2 separate regions of the Mus musculus genome follow, and region 1 is linked to region 2. A link is a contact called in public Hi-C data. All regions are on one chromosome and are shown on one strand. Each heading gives the region's core, a stretch centred on a gene start, on an enhancer-like site or on the middle of the called end of the contact. The rest is flanking DNA. Distances are from core to core; before and after follow the strand shown. Region 1 overlaps Nipbl (NIPBL cohesin loading factor). Region 2 overlaps Nup155 (nucleoporin 155).

Region 1 (2,700 bases), core at 7-2,506, 160 kb before region 2:
TGAACCTGACACTGTGAGACTCATCCCCAGACCCAACATGATGGAAGGGAGAACTGACAGCCACATGTGCACATACATAAACAAAATTGTAGTAAATAAATGAACGTGAAACCAAGGAAGTAAGACCAGTAAGGTGACGAGGTGCATAAAGGTGCTTGCAACCAAGCCATGGTCAATCTCCAGGCCTCCACAGTGAGAGGAGAGAGCTAATTCCTGTGAACTGTCATCTGGCCTCCATGCACGTGCAGAGGTGACACACACACCTGCAGACACGCCCCAATAAATGTTCAGAGTTCTTCCCACAGAAAAGAACCAAAAGTTAGCCGGCACACCAGTTAATTGGACTCAGTTGTAAGAAAGATCGTTGTAGTCTATAAAAAGACGGAAGACACTGATTTCAAGACGACAGCATTTACTGTAACCTGGACTCTCAGTCTGTCCCTCCTCAGAGCCAGGTGCCTTGTTCTCGTCCCCATCAGTACAGACATCGCTGAGAGCAAAGGGGCACTCAGTTGATGTTGACTTCTTTCTTCTCACTGGGTGAGATCTGTAGGATTTAAAACTTGAGTCATTATTAAGAAAGAAAGAGTTAGAATCGGTTTAAGTATGTGCATGAACTTTTTTGAAATTCTGATTTTATATTTCCAAAACAGTAAAATTCAAAAATATTCTCCATCTGAATCTGCAAAAGTGTATGATAAAGCCATTAATCGGAAAACAGGGGTTCATTTTCATCCCAAACAAACACTGGACTTCCTGCGAAGTGACATGGCTAATTCCAAACTGACGGAGGATGTGAAGAGGAGCATCGTAAGGCAGTACTTAGACGTGAGTACCGAACTCAGGAGCATCCCGGGCTGGCTGTTGGGCTAACTTTCCCACTGTTCCCACCACGGTGCACAGCCAAAGACGGAGGATTGCTTAACAGAGTGAATGGCTTATGTCCTTAAAAGTTAAAGCCATGGGTCCCTTACCCTCCTGGCCATTTTCCTCTCCTTTCTGGCAACTAATTGGTTTTCCTTGTATTCACCCGCCCCCAATCCCACCGCCTCTCTCAGTAGTATCCCTCTGTCTAGCCCTGGCTGTCCTTGAACTCACAGAGATTCCACTGCACACTGGGTGCTTGGGTGAAATGTGTGCACCTAGCTTTTCTTGCATATATGCTTGGATGGTGGATGGGTGGGTGTGGTAGTACATGCCTTTAACTCCAGTACTGAGTCCAAGGCCTGTCAATTAATAGTCAATATTTATTTCCTGAATGTTTGTTGACTTGGACACACCTCCAAGCAAACTATGGGTCTTGATCCAAATCGAGCCTCTGTTGTAAAGTTGTAATGACATGGCCATGATCAGTCTATATGCTTTCCTACAGCAGTGGGGAGCTGTAATTGCAGCAGGAACCATATGCCCACCAGCCCCAAACGCAGTGCCTGTCATTCTGCCTCTGTACAGAAAAGACTTGTCAGTCCCTGATTTGCACAGTTAGCCATGGTCTCTTTCACCCACTCTAAACCACCACCATAGAAAACATCTAAATCTGGCAGTGTTGTTTAAATATTTACAGAAAACTCTCAATCTTGTTTTAGTTTAAACTTCTCATGGAACATCTAGACCCTGATGAAGAAGAAGAGGAAGGAGAGGTGTCAGCTAGCACCAATGCTCGGAACAAAGCAATTACCTCGCTGCTTGGAGGAGGCAGCCCTAAAAATAACACAGCAGCAGACACAGAAGATGAGGAGAGTGATGGGGAGGATAGAGGAGGAGGCACTTCAGGGGTGAGGCGGAGGAGGAGTCAACGTATTTCCCAGCGTATTACGTAAAATGATTTTTATGTGCTTATGTGTGTCAGTCTATTAAATGTACTCCAAGTAATGTAATGCTTATAAAACAAAGCAGTTTGTAGATAGATTCTCTACTTAACCATTTATACAGCCTTTTGTAGAAAGTTTAACATAAAAGATAATAAAAAACCAGAAATGAGATTTATTCAGCATAAAGGATTAATAATTTTTTGGATTGTATTAATGTGTGCTATCCTTTTTATTGTTGCTAAGTTTTATGTAGCTTTATGGTTTATATGTACATATAATAATTTTATATATCAAGAGTAAAGACACGGGTACAAATTAAAAGCTATATGGTTTTACAAGTATACGTTAACCCCTTGGCGCTGGCGGTCACGGTGCGTCTCATTGCCGGCAATGGAATGTGCCGGGGAATCCCAGCTCCCGGCGTCAAGGGATTACAAGCAATAAAAACGATAATTTCACTAAAATTCTTTTGTGTAACACTTGGTCTTTTTTCCCCTCCCAATGTTTTAGTCATTGAGAAGGTCAAAACGAAATTCAGACTCTACGGAGTTGGCAGCACAGATGAATGAAAGTGTTGACGTCATGGATGTCATCGCTATTTGCTGTCCAAAGTACAAAGACCGACCACAGATTGCAAGAGTAGTACAGAGAACCAGCAGTGGCGTCAGTGTCCAGTGGATGGCAGGCTCCTACAGCGGCTCCTGGACGGAGGCCAAGCGCCGCGATGGCCGCAAACTGGTGCCTTGGGTAGACACTATTAAAGAGTCAGACATTATTTACAAAAAAATTGCTCTAACGAGTGCTAATAAGCTGACTAATAAAGTTGTTCAGACTTTACGATCCCTGTATGCCGCCAAGGATGGGACTTCCAGCTAATGAATTTGTACAT
Region 2 (2,702 bases), core at 201-2,700:
AAAGAAAGCCTCTGAAGGCTAGGGCATAGGTTAATGGCAGAATGCTTCACTAGTCAGTCCTGGTTTATTCCCAATACAGCAAAAACAAAACAAGCAAACACATTAAAAAAAACAAAAAAACAAAAAACCCAGAATTTAAAAAACCATCTCTGACCCCAAGTTTCCTTCCTGTGTGTGACTCAGTCCCTCAGCACCACTGATGCCCATGCTCTGGAAGCGGCTGTTGGAGGCAGTAAGGAAGGAGGACTGACGATGGTAAAAAGTGTAAAACAAAAGGACAAAGAAGGAAAGGTACCCAGAAAGCAGTGATGTGCGCACCATGCTCCTCAGCTTGTTCCACGGGCACTGCTATCTTTCTATTTCTAGATTAGACTCTTCCTAATGAAGGTTAAAAATTTGCCTACTTCCCCCATTTGGCAAAGCCTTAAACTATCACACTGGTATCATCTAAAAAGTGGCCCAAGTGTCTCTGTGGCGCAATTAGTTAGCATGTTCAGCTGTTAATGGAGAGGTTAGTGGTTCTAGCCCACCCAGGGATGTCACGAGGCTTTGGGCTGGAGAGGTGGCTCAGTGGTTAAGAGCACTGACTGCTCTTCCAGAGGTCCTGAGTTCAATTCCCAGCAAGCACATGGTGGCCCACAATCATCTTTGATGAGGATCTGATGCCCTCTTCTGGTGTGTCTGAAGACAGTGACAGTGTACTCACATACATGAAATAAATAAGTCTTTAAAAGTGGCCTGGAAGTGGTGTCTCTTTAATCCCAGCACTCAGCCAATACAGGCTGAATTGAATGGTGAATCCCTGTCTTTAAACAAACACTGCCAACCACCAACACCAACAGAAAACACCAGGCTGCAGAGAGACTTCAGCACAGGTCTGACTTGCAGAGGACTTGGGTTCTATACTCAGCACCCACATGGGAGCTCACAACTGCCTAAAACTGGAGTCATGGGGCATCCACTGCACTCTTCTGGTTCCCAATGGAATTGCATGCATGAGCTGCATAGACACATGCAGGGAAAACATTTAGACACACAAAATAATTTTTTTAGTGGCCCTGAGGTTGAACTTAGCATGTGTAAGACCCTAGCTTTAATTTCTAGTACCAATAAACCAACCAACTAACAAACAAAAAACCAAAAAGAGCAGGGCTTTTATATACAAATATTTCACAATACTTTAAAAGTATTTGATGAACACTTTTGAACTAAGGATGTAGCTCATTGGTAGAATGCTTAGTATTTACATAGCATGAGGGAAAACAAAAACAAATCTACATTCAACTCTCAGAATGCCCCCTGCAACTAAAAGGTGGCCCAGTACATAAACACACACTCTCTCTCTCCACCCTGACATACCTAAAGAATGCCCGTGTTGCCCAAGCAGACACTTCTCTGTCACAGGCAGCAGTGGAACAAGCAAGAATAAGGCAAGTTGCACAAGCTTGGTCTTCCTGAAAGGGGGCAAAAGTCAGTGCATTAAAGACAAATCCAGCGCTCACAGCAAGTGCTCAATAAATACTTACTCTGGAATGAATTCAACGGACATGAAGAAAGCAAACAGCCCAGAAGTAAAGTTTAACTCAGGCATCAGTATTAAAGATACTTTCTCTTTAGTAAGATTCTGATCAGCTGTCATTCTATTTTATTCTTGTATCTTTCTATATTTTCTATATTATTGTATATTTCTATCTTTCTATCTTTTAGAAATTATCAGTAAAACCCAACATTTATTGAGTACCTATTATGTGCTAGGCACTATTTTAATAATCCAGTGTCGCCAAGGCAGTGGTGGCGCACGCCTTTAATCCCAGCACTCAAGAAGCAGAGGCAGGAGGATCTCCGAGTTGGAGGCCAGCCTGGTCTACATACAGAGTTCCTGGACGACCAGGGATACATAGAGAATCCCGTGTCAAACAAACAAACTAAATGCAGTATTTATTAGTTCTTATAGCACACAGTGCTGCAGTATGATGCAGTTTACATACAACTAAAGTGAATACAAGTATCTCACTCCACTGGAAAAAGTTTTTTTAGCAGATAGTCTGAATCCTGAATCTAAAAGCTTAGCTTTAATGAGAAAATAGTAATTTTAAATAAGACTCCCCAGTTTTAAATCTGTCAATTCTGATATGACTATTAACTACTAATGTCCCCATATTATGCCTCCAGTCACTACCTCAATTTATTCCATGGGATTGGGAATGTACACACATGTGCATGCTCATAACGGAATGACTGGTGCTCTTAATAAAAAGCATATTTATCATACAACTTCAATATCATATTCTTATTTTTATACCTTAATAAGAATGTGTCAAAGCTGGGCGTGGTAGTGCACGCCTGTAATCCCAGCACTTGGGAGGCAGAGGCAGGCGAATTTCTGAGTTTGAGGCCTGCCTGGTCTACAGAGTGAGTTCCAGGATAGCCAGGACTACACAGAGAAACCCTGTCTCGAAAAAACCCAAACCCTCCCCCCCCCCACCAAAAAAAGAATGTGTCAAAATCAGAGAATAAATGTGGAAGAGTCCTGTAACATAACTATTTTCATAGTCAATATGTGCTGATTTGAGTACAAAAGAACAGATAATCTGTGTATTACAGTATTTTACTTCTAGTTTACAAACTATTTTAATATTATACAGCTTCTTTAATTAAAATAAATGCAGTGCATAGTTACCTGATGTAATTTGAAGAATCTC

What was found. Hi-C and Micro-C count contacts between places; a contact is called where the count stands out from the background.
Region 1: a Hi-C map of liver shows a contact between it and region 2, with 2.8 times the contacts expected there. The contact joins two enhancer-like sites. A contact is called at or near these places in 44 of 484 Hi-C or Micro-C datasets (B cells, B-cell progenitors, the C10 cell line and 35 more), 5 of 115 datasets of contacts at active chromatin or transcription factors (bone marrow-derived macrophages, embryonic stem cells, large pre-B cells and 2 more) and 4 of 9 other capture datasets (adipose tissue, embryonic stem cells, liver and 1 more).

The regions. Positions count from the first base shown.
Region 1 is chr15:8,291,212-8,293,911 of GRCm38.p6, reverse strand. It overlaps Nipbl (NIPBL cohesin loading factor), which reads left to right. Exons shown (of 47, transcript NM_027707.3): 45 at 654-828; 46 at 1,587-1,775; 47 at 2,322-2,700. The coding sequence ends at 2,687. Among named protein-coding and RNA genes, the nearest start is that of Gm52208, 13 kb to the right of the region's middle. Within about 2 kb of position 1,256, at least 7 of the 459 cell types and tissues checked have an H3K27ac peak or open chromatin away from gene starts, as enhancers often do. A contact at or near this core is called in liver, where this site is marked.
Region 2 is chr15:8,130,214-8,132,915 of GRCm38.p6, reverse strand. It overlaps Nup155 (nucleoporin 155), which reads right to left. Exons shown (of 35, transcript NM_133227.3): 14 at 2,681-2,702; 15 at 1,360-1,454. Among named protein-coding and RNA genes, the nearest start is that of Nup155, 22 kb to the right of the region's middle. Within about 2 kb of position 1,450, at least 3 of the 459 cell types and tissues checked have an H3K27ac peak or open chromatin away from gene starts, as enhancers often do. A contact at or near this core is called in liver, where this site is marked.